Linked DNA regions of Sus scrofa: region 1 is linked to region 2. The links are chromatin contacts, called in public Hi-C maps. All regions are on one chromosome and are shown on one strand. The core of a region is the stretch at or near the end of the contact, and the rest is flanking DNA. Distances in the headings are between cores, read along the strand shown.

Region 1 (6,147 bases), core at 200-2,699, 350 kb after region 2:
GCTTATCCATTTGTATAGCAGGTTTTTCCCAGTGGCATGAAGCTACAGTGGATGAAATTATGTGCAAATTGTGGGTGTAAGAAGCTGTTCATGACCTGTTTCTACTTTTTTACTTCTGGTTTTGTGTCATTTTTACCCCTAGGCACATTTAGTAGCAGAGTATTTCAAACTCATCCAAAATTTAATTTTGCTTTTTTATCATTTGTAATTCATTCTTTTTCTGAAAGGTTTCTAAGTATCTAGGTGTTTTACTAGTCAGCCGTCATCCAGAATTTTAGCACCAATAAGTCTGTTCATAGGCCTTTTTGTTTTGCTGTTGTTATTGTTTTCTTTCCCTGAACAAATTTATAGCATTAGGTCACACTTTATCGAGAAGCTTTATTTTCCATCTGCTCTCCATTTTTGCTCTATTATTAGGCTGTGCTTCTGGTATTCTGATCCTGCTTCATTTCCAGGACTCTTGTTGACGTCAGTGGGGAACCTAGGCAGAGAGGAGGGCATAATCCTTGGCTGGGCTCCACGGGCGGTTTTGGGAAAAGCGTCTGATCTCCTTGAGGTGGGACTTCCGTGGGATGGACCCCTGTTCATTTCCTACAGACAGTGGAGCCTCTGCATCGTATTTAATGCAACCGCGGATACAGGATGATATACTTGCTCAACCACCCAAATAATATTGACTTTCTGTTAAAAGGCTTTTAACATAAATTTTAGGAGATTAACAAAATACATCACAGACTGTTGCTGAGAATGCAGGGTTTTAAACTGTGTTTCTCCTCCATTGATTTTAGTTAATATATTTTCACCATCCCCTTATTTTACTGTATCTTTTAATTTGTTATTCATTTGTTTGAAACCAGAACTCTGCTGAGGCGTTTTGGACCCACAGGAACTGAAATAGTTTGCCTTCATTATCTGGTAGACCTGCTCGAGTCTGTAGCCCCTGACAGAAACCACAAGACTGTACAAACTGGCAACTGCGGGTTTGTCTGTTCTCTATTGATTCTATTTCTGGAAAAAAACACGAACCAATGGCTGAGCCATGTGACTGTACAACTGACCCAGTGCTCCCATCAGAAGGGGGATGGAGACCTTTTGCAGACAGGTCGTAATGGGACCTAAACACTTTTCTGTTTGCTTCTCAACCATGGCCTTTGAAAACTTTGACATAGAAGTTTAACTCTTTGTATTCTGGAATGCGAACCCACTAGAGAATCAAAATATTCCACAGCATGATATTTACATTTGGTCATATTGTGCCAAACATCCAATAAAATGTATAATAAAAACTTTATATAACTTTGCTTATAAGGTGTCTTTGTTCTTGCTTCCAACATGAGAATTACATGACAACTCTACCCAAAGACTTCAAAAGAAAATGATACACACATACTCTTCAAACTATGAAACTGCAACTGCTTGAGTGTTTCCTTTTCTTGAGTTTTAGTATTGGCACTGAATACTAATATTCAAGTAAATAGAATGCATGACTTCCCTGCAGTATGGCCTAATGAGAGAGTTCTTCTGGTCTTGGCTCTAACAAGCTATCCTTAATCTTCTTGTTCCTTCTCTTTACATGGACCTGACCAATTGATCTCTAAGATCTGTGCTAGTTCTAAGAGTCTGAATGAATAAAAGCCCCTGCTAACACCAGAGAGATCCAGGTAGTAGAGAACACATCCTATTAAGCACACGCACAGGCGCGTGTACACGCGCACGCACGCGCGCGCGCGCGCACACACACACACACTCAACAGAAAAACCAAAATAGCTCCCCTCTCCTCCTCCCCCAACAATGACAATGCAGCCATCTGTTGGACGTTCCATTTCACTTAGCAGCTGCTCTCAGATACAGAAATCTGCATTCCTCCAGCTCATGCTGGTATGCATGCAGCATGTGTGGGTACTAGCATTCGACTCTCCCACCCAAAGGAATGGCATTCATTGAATAAAAATGATCACAGAAGGTTTCTTTACTCTCCCATCACATAAAATGCCTTTTTCCTGATAATAGGCATTTGGAGCTATCTCTGCTCCTCTGTGTATTAAAATAAACCCTCTTAGAGATATTCACATCAAACAATCATCTAAAATTGAAGAGGACAACCAGAAAAAGGCTTCAGCGAAACTCCTGCCTTGCCAGAAACTTCTGCTTTGAAGGAGAGTAGGAGGGGCTGGAATGTAAAGTTCCATTTTACTTTTATTTTGTCAATACCCCCAACATTGCACTTAAGTACTGAGAAATGAATATCGTACAAAAGGGAACTGGGAGTCTTTTTAAAGCAGCATTAATTTACCATCAAACTAAATGAAAAAAATATAAGCTGAATCTCCAAAGGGAACAGAAAAGTGAAGTCCTTGAACACTTCCCCCACCCCCTTGCTTCTCCAGGCTGAATTTTGTCCTCTATGTGGTAGATTATATAAAGTGGTAAATCATTTAAAAAGAGACACTTGGGGTTGGGAGTTGGAAGGAGCTGCAGTTATAAACAACAACAAAAAGGGGTCCTATAGGCACTGCAGACAGAGAACCTTGGGTAAAATTGGATCTGCTTTTGAGTACATAATTTAGGACATTTGTTACAAGATTACTGTGGTTTTCTATAAATGTTAGTTTGCTGTATTATTTTCCATGAACTACTTTTCCAAAATGCAGAATATTTTGCCCCCCAAACATGGAAGCACTAAAGCTCAGATGAGGCACTGATTCATGGGGAGTCACCCAGAAACAGCTGGTCAGCCATCTGCAGCCCCAGAGTCCTTTTATTTTTACTTTGTTCAGCTAATTCTTTATGTAGAGGAGAAGAAGGAGCATCAATCCTGGGAGAAGAACGTGGCTGTGTAAGAAAATGATGACTAACTCTTGCCCGAGACTGGTATCTGGTGGCCTGATGTGCTGATTTGGAGGGCAGCACATTTCCTATGTGCATTAGGCTCTCAACTCTTTACTACATGTGCATTATTTTCTGTGCATCCTGTTCTTTGGGAAAAGGAAAGAAACGATGATATGCCATTGATTGTTTTGTGGGAATTGTTCCAGATTAGAGCACCCTTGAGTGCTATAACCAGTCTTTGCAAGGCAGGCAGAAGAGCAGGAATCAAGGACAGGTCTGGAGTCAGACCTGCAATCCTCTGAGGACCCCCTGAATTGTACCCTTAAACTGCCCTAGATTTGGTGGTCAAAAATGTTGGGGATAAAGACACTATTTGACAGAGTTTAAAAAATAAGCCGTGATTCAGTTCCATAATTTTATGAATCAAAATGCTGAATAAATTTTTAGGCAGTGCTGATTTATTTTGCATTTTGACACTGCTGTCATAAAGCTGTGGGTAATTCCATCAGAATGGCCTTTTGCCTCCCAGAATGGGTAAGGGGTCCTTGTTGACAGAAGATGGATGGTTATGTTATCCCTTTCTTCTGTTACCCAAGGCAGTTCATTCTGGTGACAGAGCCAGATGACTGTTTGGGAAAGAAAACACTCTTCCAATTCTAGCAAGAAGGCTCTTAGAGGCACAGGTATATGCTGCTTACAGGTAGGCATAATTGTAGTTTAATCAGAGACTTCAGTGTCTCTGGAGACCACTTTTGGCACACCTTTTAATATTTTCCTTAAATAATCAAAATCTTTTTTACCTGTTCCCCAGATAAATATGGATATATGTCTGTGTATGCACACATACATAATGTACATATATATATATATATATATATATCTTGTTTATTTTTTAATTTTGGTTTTCACTAAGTTTTTTTGTTTCCTTAATGACTTACATAACTGCACTGCTGCAAGTGAAATATTTTTACAGATAAAAGGTAGAGAAGATGAACTTTTATTGCTGCATTTAATCTGTGTGGTGCTAACCCAGGACATTAGTTGCCGATCACCTCTAAATTTTCTGGTGTACGACCGTGAAAAGGCTCAAGACAGTTGACTAGAACGGAAGACAAGTGCACCTCTAATTGATAAGGCATACAAGTTTTTTAAAAAAGAATAGGAAAACCATCTGTACTGTAAACTTTTGTATCTCTTATTCATTCCTGTTTACTCTGCTGTTCAATCCAAATAAAGATTGTTTCCACCTCAGCAACACAAAAATCACATGGACCATCCTTCAGGCTGTCAGTCAGAGAAAAGATATACATATGCCCAAAGTATACACTTGTGCTTGTTCACAGTGTTATTTGGGGAAAATATGTTGCATGTTCTCCTGGCTCTCCTAGTTTTACATTTCGAATTAATGCAATTTATTCTAATTTATGACAACGGTTTGAAAGGCTTGCTCTCCGTTTTCCCATTTATAAGGAAGTTATTTACATAGAGGCGGAAAAGCCAGAGGGGAAGTAGCTTGCTTTGCATGGTCAGGTGGAAGAATCCGGTGGACTCTGCTTAGAGCATTGTGCTCTAGGGCTGATTGTAACACCCTTTTCTGCCACTTTGGTAAAGGGAATGAAATTATGGAGAACCTTTCTTCTTCTTTAAGAAAGTCTTACACAATGGAGTTAATTACCTCCCCCAACTCTCTTGTTCTCTCTTCCTGTATTTGTATAGCAGCTATCACCATAGTACCTATACACATTGATAAGAGTGCTATTTTAGGGAAAAAAAAAAAAAAAGACAGAAGGCAAGGAAAAAAAACCAAAACATTATTCTTTGTCATAGTATAAGAATCCTGTAAGGCTAAAAATGGGAGGTCTGCATGATTTTAGAGGCCTTTCAAAGAGCCCAAAATAAAAGAGATTGACCTCATTGTACCTAGAGCAGTACCTCAACTATAGTGGGTATTTAAGGAATATTTGTTGATTGGCATTGCTAGTATCTGTTTTTCTCAAATTTCTTGTTTAAAAACGCAGTCTCCTCCCTGAGTGCTCTGCTCAGCCTTCATTCTTACCTGTAGAGCTTGTTTTGGAAGGACATCATGGTAGAGAAGGAGCTCATGTTGGTTTTATTATAGGATCTGGTCTTCCCTTGGGGCATTTATGAATTGGTATAGTGTGCGTATCATGCTAACTGTGTATATGCACAATGTTGTATATGGATATGTATAACTTCAGCTGCTAATATACTTAAAAGAAGTTATAAAGCGTAGAAGCTAAGACTTACTATTATGGGCCAGATGTTTTAATCCCCTCATTTGTATTAACTCATTAATTCTTATAATATCTCTGGGAGGAACATCCTTTTATTATCACCATTGTTTTATAAATTAGGAAGCTAAACAGTGAAAAGGTTAATTAAGTGTCCATGATTATGCAGTCAGTAATAACCAGTGAAAAGGATTTGAACTCGGCATACCACTATATGCCCTCTCTCTCTCAAACTATTTATTAATTCCATACTGCATCAGAAACTGGGGCTAGGAAAAAAACTTTTAGGGTAATATGATTTTAGGGCCTCAGTCTTGCCAGTAGAGTAATAATCTCCTGAACCATAAACTTAATCTAGCCTTGTGGTAGGCAACTGACCACAAGAAAGTACTGTCCTAAATTATTCTTTGTTTATGTGGCTTTAAAATGTTTAATGCAGTGTATACTTAACCTGTGGAACCACTGCTTTACACTACAACCCTGCAGTCATTGAATGGACATTTATTGAGCATCTACTGTATATTAAATTACTGAGGATACAATGAGAAATCATTTTGCTTTTATGGATCTTAGTCTGTTAGGTGAGGGAAACTGAAATACATAAACAAATAGTTTAAATGTTGCTTAAGTCTAACTAGCAGAATCTTCAAAATATTATGACAGCAAGGAAAAAGGATTTTGGTGTGTGGATGTTGGGGGTTAGTGCAGAGCAGGGGTAAGGCTACATGAAGAACTAGGTTCTTGAACTGAAGTCTTGAAAAGTTGATGTAGTCAGAGTACTTGGTGAGGACAGTCTAGGGGAGGAAGCAGATTGTTCAGAGACTTAAAGCTATGAAAGAGCATGATGCTCTAAATATGGTATAGCTGGAGTGAGGTACCAAAGGGATGAGCCATGGGGCTAAAAGGGTATGCAGGGGTCAGATCACAAAGGACCAACTGTGGCCCCTCCTCTGTAAGTAAAGGCACACATGAGGGATGGGAAGAAGTACGCTGGTCTAATCCAACCTCCTTTTTGAAAATGAGCTCAGAAGTTGATGACCTGGAGGAGGCTGAAACGAAAGGGAA
Region 2 (6,622 bases), core at 243-2,742:
ACAGATGTGTGAAAGAGAGAGGGGTAGTGGTTAGCTGTTTCAAAAAACACTTCGCATTCTATCAAAGGACCATATCCATCTCTTTTTATATCCAATATGCTAGAGATCCATGGTATCTAAGAACAATTTATATGAATTCTTCATGTGCATCTTATCTATGACAACAAGATACAAGAGGAAAACCAGACCATGCTCAGGATATTGTTTGGAAAAAGTAGATTCTCACCAGGGACTGCTTCAGATATCAGTTCCTCCAGTCTCTAAAAACAAGTATAAGGCACTTGACTTAAATCATTACTAGAAGATCTGCACTGTCATTCTACATGAATCGCAACCACTTGCAGGATGAACAACATTGCTCCATTCATTTCAAATTTACAACATTAAGAATTAATAAAGTCTCTATAACATCTGCATTATTAAAGAGTAATGATTCCTGCAGAAATCTGCCTGCAATAGGTTTACTGTTTTTATCATTTATAATATCACCAATTTCCTTTATAACATCCTCAAGAGATTACCTTCCTGTATTTTTTGAACTTTGTTTACAACTGGCTACATTTTAAAAATAAATACAGAGATTTATCTTAGGCAATGTACAACAAATACATTGTGGTGATGACGAATGCTCGTAAGATCATGTTATCACCTCAAACATAAATATGTATATAACAAGTATCATATAATTTTCATACTTAGGAATATAACTTTCCTTTTTATAGTTAATGTTAAAAAATACCAATGAAATGTGAGATAATGCTTATTGGATAATCTTTTTCATATCCTTATATTTTACAATGAATTCTTTGTTATAGAATTTTTTTAAATTATTTCTCTTGCACCAACAAAAACAACTAACCTAAGAACATTGATGCCATCTACTTAATCTTAAGAGAGATAGGGAATGGGACTTTTAGCTCCCTTTATTTCTTTATGCTTCAATAAATCTGTAAAATAGTTACTACCGAATTCTTGTTTTGAGCAAAATTAATTCTTGTGCCCTTTATAGAAGTTAATACTAAAATTACAAAATTTTGGGGCATTTTTTCAACATTCAGTGTGAGAAAAGTTATCAATTAGAACTGCTTTTAAGAAAAACCTGACAGTTTCCTTTGCTCACTAACTACAGCAGCCGATTAGAAATTATTTTCTTTCTCATGCTGTTATTCACTTACATACTGCATATTTGCTTCAATTCTCCAAGGGAAGAAATGTGGCTCTTGTGGGAAAGGTCCACCCCTTTCTACATGTTTGCTTCCTTGAACGAAAGGAACACACCCCCTAACATTCTTTGAAATGCGTCCAACATGCAAAGAATTGTAATAGCACTGTATTATTGACCAAATTAGAATATCTTGAATGAGTCAAATATTATCAAATTGCATGTGTTTTGAATCAACTAAATGACGCATACAGAGGTAACAGAAATGAACCACATTTAGTCAAAGCCTAGGGTCTACGTTTGGACGCTCAGAATACTTGTGTTAGTGAAAGAAATCTGTGGCTGTTTTTGTGCCCTTGTGTGTGGTATGACAACTCAGAAGGAGGCCCATAAATGTTACAGGCTTCCGAGTACATCCTTTGAACCTAAGACCCATTAAGGGAATGCCTCCTCCCTTTCATAAATACTTTAAAAAAAATATTCAGAAACTGAAGTAGCCATCTTTTGTAAATAGAATCAGAAAGTTGTCTGAAATCACAGAAGTACAAGAATATGGAAAGCCTACGCTCACCATCTTAATGACAGAAAACTCACACCAAAGTTGGTAACCACTAACTTCTACCTCATTAGACAATTTTCTGGTCAGGAGAAGCTGTCTTCTAAGTTTTCCTTCTACTATATTGAATACTATGCTCCCAAAGCAAGTTTTTTTTTCATTGCTATTTTTAACAAGGCGATAGATTCCAATTTTGTGGGAATCTATGCATTTATCCTTACCTGTTATTTTCTTAAACTCTCTTTTTTACTCTACCTTTACACGGAAATTTGCAAATATAAAGACACAGAGTAGGCAAAATTTTGTATCTTTTAAGATATTTCATCATCTAAAACGAAATGGTTTAGTCCCCTTGCAATTTGTTCATCAGGCATTTGTGGATGAACTCAGCTGTATAATTTCCAGGCCTACAAAATGGAAGCTCTGATACCTAGTCTATGTTTTTCACTCGGAATTAGAGTGAACATAAACAGTGAGCATATAAGCTGGAGCTGAAGGTAATAAACTTATTAGAACTTAGTAAGACAGTGTTATGGTCAAAGAAAACCTGCAAGTGTATGCCACAAACCCACTCAGATGAAACATCTCATTCATTGGAATCTCCTATCTCACTGTAATAATGCACAGAAAATTAAACACATAAATATTAATTTTATGTATCACAGAAGATGTAGGCAATGAAAATGCAATGTTTACATTTATGAGTGACTCATTAGTGTTTTATTGTGTGAAACACTAGGAGGCATCAGTTGGGTAAAAAAAGGCTCCAATTTTTAAAGAAGCAAGAAATTACTGTAGAGTTGGATGTGTAAGAAGTAGGGGTTTTCAAAATGTTATTATGTCAACTAAACTTTTTCTCTGAAATAAACTCTGAAAACATCACATTTTGTGGCCAAAAATGACCCTTATAAAACATTCACAAAATACATATAATTTGACCAATAAACACCTATCAAAATATATTTCAAATATACAGATTCATTAGCTATGTAATTCCACATTTTTATGAAAAATATATTTGGTAACAGAAGAACATAATGGCTATTAACTACCATGCATTTTCTGCTCTGTTACTCAATACCATGAGTGTATGTTTTATTTCTGGCAAATTCTGTTTTATGCTCTCTACAATGCCTTTGAAAATGTCTACTGCAAATTAAGCCTTATAATAATAACTGCTTCACATAAACATCCAGAACTTGGTATCTGTTCAGAAAGAAGTGATGGAACTTAAAATGTAAGCTACGTATATAAAAGAGGACATGTTTTCTCTTATTTCACTATTGAAAGCCTATCATCTGAAAACTGAGTTTTCTACTGTTTGAATGGCTCTTCATAAGGAAGAAGCAACAGGGTCGTGGTATACTTATCTAGCAATCATTTGAAATTGGAGTGTCTTGCCATTCCCCAACAATCAGCTTTTATCTCTGACCTATCAAAATAACATGTGAACTGCGTAATCCGCCTTTTGTAAGGTGCACAGACTCTGTTGTAGCTCCTGGTTTTGTGAATCGCCTGTGTAATCTGGTTTGATTTCCTAAAGATGACAGATCTCGGTGAATAGTCAGGCTTTACTGAGTGCAGGGCAGTCCACGCGCCCGTGAGATTAAGGTACGGTGCTGAGGACGGGGATCTTAATCACCTACCCTTCCACATTCAGCACACAGACTGCGCACCGGTGATTAAATCTTCATTGTGTCCAGGCAATCACTGTATTCATGAAATGAATATGTGCATTTTTGTAAGTTTTAGGTATTAATTTGTGTGTTTTCTCAGAGGATGTGCTTTGGGTAAAAAAAAAAAAGTAGAACTTTATTAATAGTCTCTTTACAGTCCACTCTGTGGCCCTTAATTGCATATGAAATTCTTCCATCTTACTTTGAATCATGCCCCTGAAGCCAGGGTTCTCTGTTTAATAACTATTTTTTTTGTTGTTATGAAGCACAAGTGTCGCCGCACAGATATTTCCCCATTTTTGTCACTTTCTGAGATTTCATAGACACAAAATATACCGCATGCAGAGTTGGGAAATAAAACCACAAAATATACTACAATAAACAGAAGAAAGTTTTGAAATACAGCGTTAATATATGCCAATGAGTTTTTTAAGCTCATTTTTTTAAGTAAAATAAGTTTAAATACAATAAATCACTTATCGGAAAGATATGGTTGTTATGCTATACAATTTACTGATTCAGTAAAGAGAAGGGCCAAGGAAGAAACTGACAGACATCTGAAAAATATAAAGACATGTTGCTTTTTCAGGATCCAATTTTGAATCATTAGATAGCCCTTTTCCCTAATGGAGTGAACTATTCCCTCAAATTTTGAAAACTGAATGTGTTTACAAAATAGAAAAGAGGGAAGGTACAATAAAGTCCTTGTTACTTAAATTGCATGTATTTAATGTTAATATGTTTCTGTTCTGAAAAGTTAATATATATGATTGCATAGGTTTAAAGTATGAACAGCTGAGAAAAGCCGGAAAATTGATTTTTTATTTTAAAATGCTTTGTTATTTAAACCAAAGAAATAAATTAATATTGAATAAAAGTTACATCTTTAATACTGCCTTTCACTATATTCCACATATATACATAGCAATCATAATGTAAATAGCATAATTAATGAATGAGGTAAAAATACTGTTTTTAGTAAGAAGTCTGGAAAATATGCTACAAATACTCAAAGCTGTGTGAATTACAACAGTAAAAAACAGATTTTTATAAAGTTTAGCAAAACCTGAAGTAAAGATAACTGTCAACTATTGTCTCCTTAACTTGATTAGGGGATCACATCTTAAACACTGCCTTTAAAGTGTGTTTTAATGAAAACTTTTAGAATTCATTTAGAAGTCTAATATATAGTCAAGTATACTTTTGCACAAATAGAATGAGATACTTGATTTTAGAGATTTTTTTTCCTCTTGAGATCAGACATTAGATAAGTACATCTCCTTTTACCTGTCAAGTTCTGCATCTACTTGCTTTAGAACTACCTCTTTTAACTTAATAATTTCATGTATACTCTGGAGGACAATAATATGGTTTATTAACTGCATTATACTTAACTGAAATGCTTGTGCCATACTGGTATATACTGAATGTTTTCAAAGACTGGCCCAAATTGACATTATTTTAAAAATTAAATAAGATGTTTTTATTTCAAATTGGAGATGGTTAATCTCTTTAAAGCTAAAATTAGTACGCAATACAGAGGGGCTCACAGGTGGTCACATTTCCATGTCCTACCAAGTCTCTAGGGATTGGAGTTATTACATTCTACATAAACATCTTTACTCTGCAACCACAATTCTATCGCAAGGTGCCAGTTAAAAAGAGGCTGGTCACTTTTTTTGACTGGTATAATGAGGTAGCCAGAGTTCCTTTTATAGCACTTAGAAAATACATGCAGTCACCAACCATTTCACAAGACAGTTACTATTAGAGTTAGTATCAGATTCACAATAGTAAAATGCACTTTGTGTCAAAGCAATTCTCCTCTGGGGATGGGTTAAAGAATTGGCAGAGAGCCTGACTCTACTTATTATACCATCAGCATTTACATATAAAGGTATTTTACACCAAAGACACACTTTCCTAAAATGTGAAGAAAAAGAGCTTTTCCCCCCAAAATGAAAACTACTGGACCTAAAATAGACATGTTTCAGACATACGATTTCCTTTAAGAATGAATAGCCATATTCTGGGAAGGAGATAACACTAGCAATAAATTTAAATATTTGCATAGTATTTAATAACACAATAAGCAATGTGCCATGTCTATATATACTTCCTTTGTGCCAAACTTTATCACTGAGTTTGGTAACTTTCATCTGAAGTCCAAAGAGAAGTGACTTAACCTTATTTGTTTTTAAACAGCTATGTATTTGACCTAAACAGCAATGCATACACTGAAATCCCAACAAGAATCATGAAATGTGTAGACTACCATGGCCAAGGTATTACTTCGTGTTCACATCAAAGAAGCCCTCTATCAAGCCAGCACTTTGGTAATGGAAGGAGATGCACAAAGGTATACTCTGACAGACAGCCATGCTTTAGCTCAAACTAATCCCAAGATTTAGTAGCTCAGAAGCATAACCCAAGGCAAATTGGAGTCTTTGGTGGGACTCATAGCAGCATCTTTCCACAGTGAACTAACGGCTAAATCTTAAGGCATGTACTTCAAGGTCACAGAACATTCTGTGAAATATTAAAATCCACCAGGGTCCACACGCTCCACCATATCAAACATGCTAATGACGTGAACTAACTTCATGAAACTTTAAACACACTGGTGTGACAAGAACAAGTCAGGAGTGATTTCAATAACTGATGGCAAAAACAGATAAGACTATCTAAAAAGTTACTTTTAGCAACACACAAGGAAATCATGGAATCTAAGAGAAGAAAGCACAGCAAGCCTCAACTTCAGCCTTCAAATAGGCACAGGGATAGACCCAGCACCGGGAATATACTGATGCAGATTTCAGAGACAATACCCCCGCTATTTCTATTTCCTAGAGAAATGTCAGAGGTACTTACATGAAGGAAGAAACGATCAGATTAGTCCTTGGGATATTTTCCTTTCTTAAGAGAGAGAAAGAGAGAGAAAAAAAAATAACAACAATAATCTACTTCGTCCAGCCTCGAAGTGCTTCTCCACCTGATTCAAACATGCAGCCACGGCGACCCACACAGAACCTTCAAAGTCAATCCAATAGCAGCCCGAAGATGTCTGGGTGTACGCGTGTGCTCAAGTGTCTGACTGCGAGCAGAGCGAGCAGAGAGCTGGGGACGATGAGTGTGTGTGCGCGCGCGCGCGCGCGGAAGGAGCGCGCGGGGGAGGCGCGCTCGGGACCGCGCGTTCGCGCGCGCACCGCCGAGGCCGAAGGAAGGAGC

The links. A called contact is a pair of places that touch in the nucleus more often than the background predicts.
Region 1: a Hi-C map of fetal heart ventricle shows a contact between it and region 2, with 2.4 times the contacts expected there. The contact joins two enhancer-like sites. A contact is called at or near these places in 3 of 47 Hi-C or Micro-C datasets (embryonic fibroblasts, fetal heart ventricle and heart right ventricle).

Annotation. Positions count from the first base shown.
Region 1 is chr2:96,615,127-96,621,273 of Sscrofa11.1, forward strand. LOC102159394 (a long non-coding RNA gene) reads left to right here. Exons shown (of 6, transcript XR_002341810.1): 6 at 858-1,312. Among named protein-coding and RNA genes, the nearest start is that of MEF2C, 400 kb to the left of the region's middle. Within about 2 kb of position 1,450, at least 12 of the 83 cell types and tissues checked have an H3K27ac peak or open chromatin away from gene starts, as enhancers often do.
Region 2 is chr2:96,269,614-96,276,235 of Sscrofa11.1, forward strand. It overlaps a transcript of MEF2C not described here. Among named protein-coding and RNA genes, the nearest start is that of MEF2C, 56 kb to the left of the region's middle. Within about 2 kb of position 1,493, at least 16 of the 83 cell types and tissues checked have an H3K27ac peak or open chromatin away from gene starts, as enhancers often do.